2 separate regions of the Rattus norvegicus genome follow, and region 1 is linked to region 2. The links are chromatin contacts, called in public Hi-C maps. All regions are on one chromosome and are shown on one strand. Each heading gives the region's core, a stretch centred on a gene start, on an enhancer-like site or on the middle of the called end of the contact. The rest is flanking DNA. Distances are from core to core; before and after follow the strand shown. Region 1 has its middle 370 kb from the start of Rnu6-1158. Region 2 holds the start of Sox2 (SRY-box transcription factor 2).

The links. Hi-C and Micro-C count contacts between places; a contact is called where the count stands out from the background.
Region 1: a Hi-C map of frontal cortex shows a contact between it and region 2, with 2.9 times the contacts expected there. The contact joins the enhancer-like site here to the promoter of Sox2 in region 2. A contact is called at or near these places in 2 of 12 Hi-C or Micro-C datasets (Schwann cells and frontal cortex) and 1 of 1 datasets of contacts at active chromatin or transcription factors (oligodendrocytes).

Annotation. Positions count from the first base shown.
Region 1 is chr2:120,125,574-120,132,445 of GRCr8, forward strand. No RefSeq gene overlaps it. Among named protein-coding and RNA genes, the nearest start is that of Rnu6-1158, 370 kb to the right of the region's middle. Within about 2 kb of position 4,663, at least 47 of the 93 cell types and tissues checked have an H3K27ac peak or open chromatin away from gene starts, as enhancers often do. A contact at or near this core is called in Schwann cells, where this site is marked.
Region 2 is chr2:119,462,815-119,469,907 of GRCr8, forward strand. It overlaps Sox2 (SRY-box transcription factor 2), which reads left to right and starts at 2,317. Exons shown (of 1, transcript NM_001109181.2): 1 at 2,317-4,728. The coding sequence starts at 2,680. The coding sequence ends at 3,639. All of the region lies in intron 4 of LOC103691527 (a long non-coding RNA gene), which reads left to right.

The DNA.
Region 1 (6,872 bases), core at 3,413-5,912, 670 kb after region 2:
TTTTGGTTTTTTTTTTTGTTGTTGTTTGTTTGTTTGTTTTTTTACAGTTCATCACCAGACTCCTCCTTAACTTTAACAGTTGGGTTCCCTTCCCTTTCTTCAGTCAACATTGGGTTGAAATTCTGTTTTTAGCATCTGACTATGGACTTGTTTGTTCTTTGTAAGTCTCAGTCAATGCTCTCATCTGCGAAATACAAACTTCATGGATTCAATGAAGAAATTCAGGTCAAGGGCTACACTGTTGATGTTACTTCCCATTAAAGCCTTCCCCACCCCTGACAGTGGAAATGGCTATTTCTGTTAACACAGAAAGCTAGTTGTCAAGGTCACATAAAAGCACGAAGGACAGGACACATTGCTACAGGAACACAATTAAGCCCACTAAGCTTAATGTCCTTCAGTACATTTCAAAACGACCATCTTTGGGGCCAGAGGTGAAGGCTCAGTGGGTAAGAACTCTTGCTGGGCAAGCGTGAGAGCCTCCAGCAGGAGGACATGCCTGTGACCCCAGCATTGGGGGTGGGGACAAGCAGATCTCTAGAGCTCACTACAAGCCAGCTTAGCCCTAAGTATGAGCTTCCACTTTAATTACTGACTTTATCTCCTGGGAATAAGTCAGATAAAGAAAGACCTTTGGTATCTAAGTGTGGTTCCACATGTGCCTGGCCTGCATAGAGGGTACACATACCTGTATACTCATGTATAAGACACACATATGCAATCACATACATTTGCATGCACACACATACACATACACATACACACCACTAATGCACACACACACACACACACACACACACACACACACACACACACACACACTGTTTTTGAGGAAAAACAAAAAGGTTTGCTTATTTCCTGACCCCCCTCCTCTTCGAGCTTTTTCTCACAAGCCACTGTCATAATGGCCAGGCTAAAGGACTGCACCCCTCTGGGATACTCAGAATAAGGCCCTAGGCTATTATGAGCTTAAGGCCTGTACTGGCTGGCCACACATCTCCCACCTCACATATCTTAGGCTTAGTCTTCCTCTCACCTCTGGGCTATCCACAACACCATGTTCAGCCTCACATATTCTACCCAATGCCACCTCTCCTCTCTGGCTCATGAAACCCTATTTGAGCTTTCCTGTGCATGCAACAAGTTAAACCCCTTTAAGGTCCTTTTTTACATCCCCAACTCTTCCAGCCTCCATCCACCATGCTACCTCCACCTCCCATGCTATCTCTACCTACCATGTTACCTCCACCTTGCAGGCTACCTCTACCTACCATGCTATCTCCACCCATCATCCTCCAGTCCCTCTGAACAACTTGCATTCTCAAAATTCACTCAGCTCCAGTTCTTATAGAGTCTTTTTGTTTTCCTGGATTACTCTTTCTCTCTGCTAGAACCCCCTTAGCTAATTTCTCCTGGGCCTCAGTTCTCAGCTTTCCCAACCACAAAGCTGTTTAGGGAGCCACATATGAGCTGTGACATTTTGATCCTTACCCTTGTCATGGATTTTATCAAACACCACTACAGCCAGCTTCGCCTGTCCTCCTACCCCTCACACTGAGCTGTTCATATATGAAACCCTCAGTAGATGTTTGCTAAACAATGATCCAAGTACTTAGAGCAAATGGTCGGATCAGCTTCAGTGGGAAGTGTGAAAACACATACTGGTTATCAACAATTATTTGTAACAAACTGTATCAACTTTGGGAACGTCCATTAACCATCTAACTGAGACCTAGGGAAGGAGATCAACAATCCTCCAAAGCTCTGCACTGAAGGCAAAGACGAATGTGGCAGATTTTGAGAGCTAAAATGGTTCAGAGTGGCTTGGGGATGTGGTTGGAGGTAGTGTGGGTGGGAGCAGGGTGGTGGGTGGGAGCAGGGTGGTGGGTGGGAGCAGGGTGGTGGGTGGGAGCAGGGTGGTGGGTGGGAGCAGGGTGGTGGGTGGGAGCAGGGTGGTGGGTGGGAGCAGGGTGGTGGGTGGGAGCAGGGTGGTGGGTGGGAGCAGGGTGGTGGGTGGGAGCAGGGTGGTGGGTGGGAGCAGGGTGGTGGGTGGGAGCAGGGTGGTGGGTGGGAGCAGGCTGGAGGGTGGTGGCAGGGTAGAGCCAGGGTGGTGGGTGCAGGCAGGTGGGGGCAGGGTAGTAGGCTGGAGGTGACCTAATCATATGGTCTGGTTCCTGCCAATGAGCTAAGGAGGATTCTTCTTTTCAACTCTACTTTGATCCTAACCACTGCTCTCTACTGCCAGACCCTCATGCATGTCACAGAAATGCATTTCAGCTCTGATGACACGTTGTCATGGATACCCACCTACTGCATTGATGGCACTCATTTCATCTTGGGTTTTCATCATTGCTGTGTAGACCTTGGAACTCATTTTCTCTTACATTTCTTCTCACATTGTAACTTGGACTCTGCTAAAAGACTCCTATTCTCTAGACCAACAGAACAGCTGTTTCTTTCATTTGCTAGAAATATTTCATAGATCCCACTAAACCCTGAAATAGCCATTCTAGAACCATGTACTGACCCATGGTAGACTTGAGACCACTGGCACTTTAAACGGTGCCACAGATCACAGATGATGCAGGAGGTGGAAAGGACCCAGCACCACACCGTAAGCACCGTGGGTATAAGAATTGTCCTTCAGTCTCTCTGCACATAGTAGGCATCATCAACAGCACTGCAGTCCTGAATCTAACAGCAGTGTTTCCACATGTTTCCATTTTGGAATGATGTTCTTTTTTGAAAGCAGTCACTTTATCACTCATAGTAGCGATATTCTTGTAGCTTTAGTTTCTAGCAAATAAATTAGCATTCAAAACTAAGTCCATATTAACAAAAATGCTATTTAAACACCAAAGGGTAGGTAGTGTGCAGTTAGTATAAAAATCACGAGAGTAGTCAGGAATAAGTGAACTTTGATTTAAAAAAATTTAAGACTTGCATATCAAAACTTCAAATTAGACATCGATGTCGCTTATTTGGATGTTTTCCGTCCCTCAAAATACAAGGTTTGCTTTAAATCAGCAATAAAAGTATTTCCCCCTAATTATCTAGGCTTTCTTGATGCCATTTCAAAAAACAAGTATCTGCCCATTCTCTTCATCCCTGTCTCATTCTTCCTAAAAACCATGAAGTAATTGTTCTGTGGACTATAGCACTCACGGGTGCGGGTGCGCCAAAAGGAAAAGAAAGACAAAAGAACCCTTCAGTCCTGAGATTGCCAGAGGCGTATGCAAACCTTGAGAAAGCAAGCTGGTGTGCAGGAAAACCGTTTTCATCACTCGCTCTAACCACCCGCCTCTTTCTTAAGAAGAGGATGAGGCCCACAGGACAATAAAAGACTGCGGAACCACACAAAAGTTCCACATGTACCTCCTGAGTGGCCTTCAAGGGGGTAAGGACAGGAGGTGGGCGGAGGACAGGCTGAGAGCTAGGCAGAAAGGCCCGCTTTCTGGAAAGGCCGCTCACCTTACAAAAACATAATTCATCCTCGGGGCCCCTGCTCCGAAGATCTTGTTATCAGAAAGAAACAACAACCCAATAATTGTAACATCAATAATACGCAGAGCTCTTAGCGGTCAGGGTTTCTGCAGTGACCCAGTGGATTGCAGGAGGGGATTCTGTGAAGCGCCCTTATTCCGGGGGTTGGGGGGGGGGGGTAAGTGGCCACAGCTGCTGGTGCACTCTTGGGCCAGGTCCTTCTTTCCCTTCACGGCGGCCCCCACCCCCACCCCCTATCCAAATCCAGCACTAAGGAGCCAGGCAGAAATGGAAGAGAGAAAGGCCAGGGGGAGAAAAGTTCATCCACAGCAAGCAAAAGAGGCTACCCACTTAGGAAGAAACTGTGGGGTTGGAGAGGGGAGCGGAGCGGAGGCTGGGGGATCTGCGGGGAGGGAGGCACTTCATTTTAATGCACCACAGACAGAGTGAGATCTGATACTGGCAAAGTTTCAAGGAAGATGGGGGCGAGGGGGCGGGAGGAGAAGAAAGGACTCTTTGACTGCTCCGTGCTTCTGAGTTTTCCTGAGGAGGAGCATAAGGTCCACTGGACATTCTGGGAATAATAATGAGAAACACACAGCATCAAAACACCAAATGAGGCTGACGATTCAACCTCCTCGTGCATCTGCGCCCACAAAACAGGACTTCAATTAAACAACCTTGCAGATCTGAACAGAAGAAGAGAGAGCAGGGGGATTTTTTAATGAACCAAGTCCCTTTTGGTCAAAATTCGATGTTTGTCCTAAACTTCAATTCCCAAGTGAGCTGTGGACCTGTGCTGACAGAGGGAGAAGACCAATTTCTGTCCAACAGTTTTTGAACCAGTGCCCTTCCCTTAGCCAGGCACCTATACAAATTGTTTCAACCAAGCTGGGGGGGGGGGGGTGAGAACTCTAAATGACGTGCTTTTCCGTTTTATGTTTGGTTTTGTTTTTCTGTTTCAACTGGAACAAATACATCATATACAAAGACCCTGTCTAGCATGGCATCAAGACTCTGTATGTTTACAAAAACAAAACGCAAGCTCACCCAGTAAAAACAAAGAGCCGGTGCCTCGCCTCAGGTCACACACAGCAAGAATTTTTACCCATGGGTGTTTTTACTGCCGCAGTGGACGCATGTCATCTCACCACTTGCATGGCCTTTGGCCTTTGAGCATTGGACCTATGAGCTCTGTCTGTGACTGCACTGAAGAAACACACGCGCCCTTGGGAAGGATGGGCCAGAACAGTTCAGGAGAGTCAGGTCCTCTGTCTTCAGAGGAGTGTTAGGAGAAGCTTGGCCTTCTTTCTGCTTTGAAAAAAGAAAACGAAAAGCAAACAATTCACATTTGAAACTTGTAGCTATTTATAAAGCTCTGCGTTTGAACTCCTAGAAACACACTCTGTCTCTCTCATCCTCTCTCCCCCTCTCCTCCCTGGCCTCCTGTCTCCCTTCTCCCCTAATTTCCCCAAATTCATTCTACCTAGCAATCTCAACAGAAATCTGGAGGGTAGGGACAAGAGAATTTGAATGACCTTGGCTTCTATTCCCCTCTCCGAAACAAAGTTCCAGTACCTTTTAAAATACAAGCATTTTAAAATCTCTGAGAGCGATTTAAGAAAAATGTATTTAGCAAAACAAGAAAGCCAAATTTACAGATTTGTAAGACAGGAAAGTGAACTAACCCGGCCCTGCTTAGGGAGCAGTACTATAAATGAAACTCAGGGAGGGAGGCAGGATTTCAGGAGTGGGCGTGCGTGCGAAGCCGGCACACCTCCCTCCTTGTCTGTTTTCAAGGAGCTTTTTGACAACTACAGAGTGTGCAGTGTGGAAGAAGTTATACTCTCTACAAAGCATATGAACTTGGGTCAAAAATAGGAGTTCCGACGGGAATCCGGACCAGGAACGTGGAAAGACCAACTCAACCAGAGAAATGCAAGCATGGGGGATGCTCGTGGGCTCCCAGTAAAACTATGAAATAAAGATAGAAACTGAGAGCTGGAGTGGAGCTGTTAACGGAGTGGGGACAGGCTGTGTGCGTGGGTGTGGGTGTGGGTGGGTGTATATATGTGTGTGTGTATGTGTATGTGTTATGTGCATGTGCATGTGTGTGTTCATGTATGTGTATATGTGTGTGTGTTCATGTATGTGTGTATGTGTGTATGTGTTGTGTGCATGTGCGTGTGTGTGTGTGTGTGTGTGTGGGTATGTTGTGTACATGTGCACATGTATGTGTTTGTGTGTGTGTTGTGCGTGTGTGTGTGTGTGTGTGTGTGTGTGTGTGTGTGTGTGTGTGTTGGGGAGGAAGGAAGGCCTGGCTTTTTCCACAGCTCCCCTCTGGCAGTTCTACCAAGAAGCCTCTCTTCCCCTACAGAATGAGGCCAGATCCCGTGCACTTTGCACTATGGGAAATAAAGAAGACCTTAAGCTGGAAGGCAGGAGTCCCAACTCCCAGGGTCGACTCCCAGTGTCCACCCGGAAATCACTTGTCCTCTCTGGACCTTAGAGCTCATTAAGCCATGAGACATCCGCAGAGATGCCATCTCATCCACAGAGGTCAGAAGTGGGCAAGACTGACCAGACTAGATACTTTGGCCCAGTGTAAAGAGGAAAGGTGTGTGTGGGGTGTCTGACCTTCCCCACACTGCCATCACAACCCCAGGAGTACACACCCAGCAGCTCTCTCTTCCCCTCAGAACCAGGAGAGTGCATTAAGTGTGCTCGACCTGCCATGGCCACACACGGGGTCAGTGCTGGAGTTGTCTCTGGTAGGTGGGGATGGAAAGGCTAGGTCCCTCATTTCTAACCTCCAGTCAGCTCCAGTGTGTCCTCCAAGCTCTCACTGCAAGAGTTTTCAGCTCTGTCTACATTTGTCCATCTCCTTGTCAAACTGATCTTGTGGACAGCTCAGTCAGCACACAGCCGGGACCAGCCAGTTCATATTCTTACTCAGCTTTTAGGGCATGCTGTCTCTGCGCCACCGGACATGGTTTCACCATCGGAAGCAAATATGTCTGGGTTACCCCATGTTGAGTAAATTTGACTTTGAGATATCTCAGAGTATTTAATAAAATGATGTGCACTGTGACATTCTGTAGTATGTAGCCTATGAGGTCTTCCAGAACATACGTTTCAAAAACCATTCTTTATAGACCATTGTTTAATCTGTCAAAGTGGGTTTAAGATGCAAAGATTTGGGGGCTGGAGAGATGGTTCAGTGGTTAAGATCACTGACTGCTCTTCCAGAGGTCCTGAGTTCAACTCCCAGCAACCACATGATGCCTCACAACCATCTGTAATGGGATCCAATGCCTCTTCTGGTGTGTGAAGACAGAGACAGTGTATGTACATAAAACAAATACATCTTTTAAAAAAGATGCAAAAAT
Region 2 (7,093 bases), core at 1,067-3,566:
AGCAAATTAAATTTGATTCTTATGATTTCGTCCCACGGCTTATATGATATGTTAACTTTTCTTTTGTTTAGATTATGTGTAATTAGTTTGATCGTCCATCCTCCTCTTTTTTTTTTTTTTTAACTTTATTTTTACACACCTTTTAAAGGTGAAAACAGTCTTGGAAAAGCGAGTCCACCAGCAGGGGGCGCAGCAGCCACATCTCAGAAACCAGGCGCGCTGAAAAGTCGGTGGCCGCCTTCCCTAGCTCAACCTTTGCTCTAGTCTCCAGAGATTCGTGTTGAGCGTAATGGTACACCCGGATTAAGCAGAAAACAATGTTTTAATTTAAAGAGTCCCAAATATTTACGCGTTTCTATAAGTCCTTTCTTGGGTTCCCAAGGACTAAAGCAACCAAAACTTAAAGAGAACCTGGGGCAGAAAGAGGGTGGAGTAGAGAAGAAATTATTTATTTCAAGTTTACAAAGATTCTTTACCACAACTTTTCTGGGTCTTAAGTGGGCATAGTTAGCTGAGTGTGACAATAACAGCCAAGCCTGGGAGAATAGGGTTTGGAGACCTGGGGGTGGGTAAGAAGCGGTGGTGGGCAGAGAGGGGAGAATAAACAGGGCAGTTTGTAAGGACAATGAGCGGAGCGTGGCCGGCAGATACCCTTCTGAACGTTTTCTTTAGGCTGACTTGGGGTAGATGAGGGGAGGAGGGGCTGCGAGAGTATTGCAGAAAAAAAAAGTAACCCTGATGGTTTAAGCTCTTTATTTAAAAAAAAAAAAAAATGGCATCGGGACTTTTTTCCTTCTCTCCCCTCTTTTGTACCCAAGTGCATTTTAGCCACAAAGGTTCCAACAAGAGAGTGGAAGGAAACTTAGACGGGGCTTTGTTTGACTCCGTGTAGCGACAACAAGAGAAACAAAACTACCTATTTGTAACGGACGTGGTGCTGTGGCTCTGGGCTTTTTGAGCGCCTGCCGATTGAAATCTTTACGTCTGGACAATGGGAGATCGGCTAAAATTACCCTCTCGGGTCCTGGGCGGGCAAGATTCTTGAGCCCCTACCTCCGCCCCCAGCCCATTCTCCCACAGCCTGGGCTTGCTCGGTCCCGGCTCCTCGGGTTCGGCCGGCCTTCCCTCTGCGCACGCCGCCTGCACCTGCACCTCTGGACCCCGCGCGTTTCCCAGGCCCCGGCGCCTCTCGGCCGGGCCTTCGCGACTACCACTGTGCCAATCAGCAGGGGCAATGCGGGCTGCGCTGCCCCATCCTGGGAACGCTGCGTGGGAGGGAGTTTGTGAGCGCAGCCTAAATGCCACCTCCGTGCCTCGCGGTGGGATGCCAGGAAGTTGCGTGACCCTCCCCCATCCTCTGCCCTCTGGAGCTTCTTTCTGTTGATTCTTTCGTCCCCTAGCTCTCATCTGAAATTGCCATCACTGAAATCCTCTTGTGTCGGGGTTGGGGGTTAGAAAGAGAGGGAGGAGTGAGTTCAAGCTTTGCGTTTGCACCCTTTAGATGGGACAGATTGGTGGAGGAGGGAGTTAGGGTTCAGGACACGTGCTGTGGTTCCTTGAGCCACACCTGAGTCGGCCTAGAAGAAGGCTGTGTACAGGGCCTGGCCCTAGCTCTACAGTCAGCCATATGGGCAGAGGACTCCTGTTTGGGAACCCAGCCGATGACGCGGAAGCCAGGAGGGCGCTGAGGCCTGGGTCTAACTTCTGGTCTGTTCTGTGAGAAAAGGGGGTGAGTGGGTGTTGGCAACAAGGTTGGAAGAGGGGCTGGGACAGAGAGCAGTGCCGCGGATGAGCGGAGGAACAATGGCACACCACCTCCGGCCCTGCCAGCTTCCTGAAATACTAGTTGGACGGTCGCCCCGAACCACCCATGGGCCTCGCCCCACCCTGGCCCCAGCTTTCCGCGCCCCATCCACCCTTATGTACCCAAGAGAGAGCCAATATTCCGTAGCATGGGGGAAAGGAGCTGTCGTCTTGGTGCTGTTTACCCACTTCCTTCGAACAGGCGTGCCGCCGTGACCTGTTGCTGAGAACGGGGGGGATACAAAGGTTCCCCCGCGGCGGGCTGCAGGCTGCGGGCCCGCCTCCCCCGCGCGGTTCGGGGCACAGCGCTCCGCTGCGCTCGGCTCGGCGGCGCGGCAGGCCCCGCCCCCTTTCATGCAAAACCCTCTGGCGAGGCTGGGCTCCGGCGCAGGAGCCGGCGCTCGCTGATTGGCCGCCGGAAACCCATTTATTCCCTGACAGCCCCCATCACATGGATGGTTGTCTATTAACTTGTTCAAAAAAGTATCAGGAGTTGTCAAGGCAGAGAAGAGAGTGTTTGCAAAAAGGGAAAAGTACTTTGCTGCCTCTTTAAGACTAGGGCTGGGAGAAAGAAGAGGAGAGAAAAAGAAAGGAGAGAAGTTTGGAGCCCGAGGCTTAAGCCTTTCCAAAAACTAATCACAACAATCGCGGCGGCCCGAGGAGGAGAGCGACTGTTTTTTCATCCCAATTGCACTTCGCCCGTCTCGAGCTCCGCTTCCCCCCAACTATTCTCCGCCAGATCTCCGCGCAAGGCCGTGCACGCCGACGACCCCGCCCGCGGCCCCTGCATCCCGGCCCCCGCGCGCGGCCCCCGCAGTCCCGGCCGGGCCGAGGGTCGGCGGCCGCCGGCGGGCCGCGCCCGCGCCCAGCGCCCGCATGTATAACATGATGGAGACGGAGCTGAAGCCGCCGGGCCCTCAGCAAGCTTCGGGGGGCGGCGGCGGAGGAGGCAACGCCACGGCGGCGGCGACCGGCGGCAACCAGAAGAACAGCCCGGACCGCGTCAAGAGGCCCATGAATGCCTTCATGGTGTGGTCCCGGGGGCAGCGGCGTAAGATGGCCCAGGAGAACCCCAAGATGCACAACTCGGAGATCAGCAAGCGCCTGGGCGCCGAGTGGAAACTTTTGTCGGAGACCGAGAAGCGGCCGTTCATCGACGAGGCCAAGCGGCTGCGCGCTCTGCACATGAAGGAGCACCCGGATTATAAATACCGGCCGCGGCGGAAAACCAAGACGCTCATGAAGAAGGATAAGTACACGCTTCCCGGAGGCTTGCTGGCCCCCGGCGGGAACAGCATGGCGAGCGGGGTTGGGGTGGGCGCCGGCCTGGGTGCGGGCGTGAACCAGCGCATGGACAGCTACGCGCACATGAACGGCTGGAGCAACGGCAGCTACAGCATGATGCAGGAGCAGCTGGGCTACCCGCAGCACCCGGGCCTCAACGCTCACGGCGCGGCACAGATGCAGCCGATGCACCGCTACGACGTCAGCGCCCTGCAGTACAACTCCATGACCAGCTCGCAGACCTACATGAACGGCTCGCCCACCTACAGCATGTCCTACTCGCAGCAGGGCACCCCCGGTATGGCGCTGGGCTCCATGGGCTCTGTGGTCAAGTCCGAGGCCAGTTCCAGCCCCCCCGTGGTTACCTCTTCCTCCCACTCCAGGGCGCCCTGCCAGGCCGGGGACCTCCGGGACATGATCAGCATGTACCTCCCCGGCGCCGAGGTGCCGGAGCCCGCTGCGCCCAGTAGACTGCACATGGCCCAGCACTACCAGAGCGGCCCGGTGCCCGGCACGGCCATTAACGGCACACTGCCCCTGTCGCACATGTGAGGGCCGGACCGCGAACTGGAGAAGGGGAGAGATTTTTCAAAAAGATACAAGGGAATTGGGAGGGGTGCAAAAGAGGAGAGTAAGAAAAATCTGAATGCTCAAAAGGAAAAAAAAAATCTCATTACCCGCAGCAAAATGACAGCTGCGGAAAAAAACCACCAATCCCATCCAAATTAACGCAAAAACCGTGATGCCGACTAGAAAACTTTTATGAGAGATCTTGGGACTTCTTTTTGGGGGACTATTTTTGTACAGAGAAAACCTGAGGGCGGCGGGGAGGGCGGGGGAATTGGACCATGTATAGATCTGGAGGAAAAAAACTACGCAAAACTTTTTTTTAAAGTTCTAGTGGTACGTTAGGCGCTTCGCAGGGAGTTCTCAAAAGTCTTTACCAGTAATATTTAGAACTAGACTCCGGGCGATGAAAAAAGTTTTAATATTTGCAAGCAACTTTTGTACAGTATTTATCGAGATAAACATGGCAATCAAATGTCCATTGTTTATAAGCTGAGAATTTGCCAATATTTTTCGAGGAAAGGGTTCTTGCTGGGTTTTGATTCTGCAGCTTAAATTAAGGACCGTTACAGACAAGGAAGGAATTTATTCGGATTTGAACGTTTTAGTTTTAAAATTGTACAAAAGGAAAACATGAGAGCAAGTACTGGCAAGACCATTTTCGTGGTCTTGTTTAGGGCAAACGTTCTAGATTGTACTAAATTTTTAACTTACTGTTAAAGGCAAAAAAAAAATGTCCATGCAGGTTGATATCGTTGGTAATTTATAATAGCTTTTGTTCAATCCCACCCTTTTCATTTTGTTCACATAAAAATATGGAAATTACTGTGTTTGAAATATTTTCTTATGGTTTGTAATATTTCTGTAAATTGTGATATTTTAAGGTTTTTTCCCCCTTTTATTTTCCGTAGTTGTATTTTAAAAGATTCGGCTGTTATTGGAACCAGGCTGCCGAGAATCCATGTATATATTTGAACTAATACCATCCTTATAACAGTTACGTTTCCAACTTAAGTTTTTACTCCATTATGCACAGTTTGAGATAAATAAATTTTTGAAATATGGACACTGAAATTATGCCTGAGTCTTTCATTTCTTTGGCTAGCATGCTTGTACATAACTTCTTGGGGGATTGGATAACTGTTCAGCCACCAAGATCTTGGTGTTACCAGCAATGTCTGTTAGCATTAACTGCAGAAGAAAAAAAAATGGCTGGATGATTAAAAACGGGAAACTGAAATGCGCTGACATTTCTAGAATAGAAACTAGAAGCATATATTGTAAGTCCACCCCCTCCTTTCCTGAGCAGCGTGAATAAGCGCGATGTGGGCTTAAGCTCTCTTGTAGCACTTGTTGCCAGAACGAGACGATTCTGAAATTTTTCGTGTAGCTTAGTAGATGGGGTACTGAGCCAAATCAGAACCAGGTTGGCTGGGTTGGTTTTCATTTTCTTCACAACACAATGGCCCTTTGAAATGTGGTTTATAGGGGAAAATGATGCTTCTTGTATCGGAATAATTACAAAGTAGACACGCCGAGTGTACTGCCGGGTAGGTGGTTGGGTGACTCTCGCCCTGCTATTGTATGAGGAAACAAGTGGTTTTCTGTCTTTGTTTCCTGACTTCATAAACTTTGTCCTCTACGTTTTCCTGTTTGGGGTGAGGGAAAAGCGAAGAGCGGCTTGCAAAAATTCCCTTCATTATCATGGACTTTTTATTTATTTATTTCCCCCCTTTCTTCCCCCACCCCCCACTCCGGATTCCACTTCTTAATTTGGCAGCGCGGGTCCAAGCCTGTAGTCCCAAATCGGATAATCTCTGCAGCTGGTTACACGCAAAAGAGAAGCCAGGCAACAGACATATTACAGAAGAAAGCTCTCGACTCCGAGGTAGATATTTCGCGTTGTGCGCTCTGATCACATTTGGACATGATTGTGCTTTTGATCTGTTAACTGTTTTACTACAGTAGTAGAGAGAGGGGGAGGAGAGAGGGTGGGGAAACGAGATTGGATTTGCTGTTTTCTTTTGCCCCAGGAGAAGTAAAGAGGTTGGCGACGTCCTCGGCTGGAGCGGAAAAGTTGGGGGAATCGCCGTGGTCTTTAATTTAAGCAGCGGGTTCTGGCATAGCAGAGGCTGCTGGCCCGCTTTGCTTTTTGTGGGGGGAGGGAGGGACGGGGAACTCCTAGCTTCGGTCATCTTCTGTCCAAAGGCACCAAGAACCAGGAATGGGGCGTCCTTATGGAGTTCTGCATTGCTTCTCTATTTCTAGAGCGTCCTCTCGCTGCACCTCTGCAGAAGTTAGGATCCCTTGGCGCCTTCTGCCCTTCAGTCGGGTACCGGCCGCAGCCAGTTCTCTCAGCCTCTAGGCCTGGGTCGCCTCTTTTGCAAGAAAGTAATTTCTTTCTTGAGGAGCAACTAATGTCCCGTGGAGGATTATGAAGGTCTCGTTTTCTGTGTTCTTATTTCTTCTCGGTCGCTTCATTTCAGGTGTATAGCGGGTTGTTTACTTCTTTATTTTCGTTTTAGGGTGATGTACTGGGAAGGGACATTTATTCAGTTCCCAGTCCAAGCTAGGCAGTTTCCCTTCTAATTAATGCAGAGACTCTAAAAGAATTTCCCCGGGCTCGGCCAGCCATTGTGATGCATATAGGATTATTCACGTGGTAATGAGCACGTTCGACAGTTCTTGCTCACACATAGGAATAAAAGAAACTTTGAATAAAGAACCAAATGACGGTGTTGGAGAGAGGAGGATATTCCCGGAATTCAAGCCAATGGACAGTATAGAATGGATATATTTGAAAATTAATATATCTTAGAGGTATATATAAAGTTTACAAGAATCGACCCGATTCAGCCTCCCAACTTAGAAACAAGAAAAGGGCTTGGTGTATCTGACCCAAACCAAACACTTCGGGGAGATACTCAGGTTCAAATGTTTTGCAGGACCGAAGAGCACTTTTTCCGAGTTGAACTCTTTTAAGTGATTACCCCTCTGCAAAAAGGGAGATGCCTCGTTCTTCCTCATATCCCACCATATCTCCAAACCAAACAGTTTAAAAGCAGAAGAGGCCAAAGTATTTTGTTTATCAATCTAGATGCTTTGATAGACTGCAGCTGAAGAACACTCATTGCGTTGCCCATTTCATTCAGTTAGAAAACAGTTCTCAAGATGTGTAATTGCGTACCTAGACTAATAATAATAAGCAAATACTTTTTAAGAATAATTTCATTTTTAAGAAAAGAGATAGTCATAATTCTACCTAGAGAGGGCTTGCTGCTGTTGCTGCCTGTTAACTTCTTTTCCTTTCTTTTCTTTTTATTCTGGTCAGCGAGGCTTCATTTTCAGTCCAGAGGGGAATTTAAATGTTGCTTCGACTTTATACACAGACTAGAAATCTGTCCCAGGATGAGCATAGACTCTACCCTTGCTTAAGTCT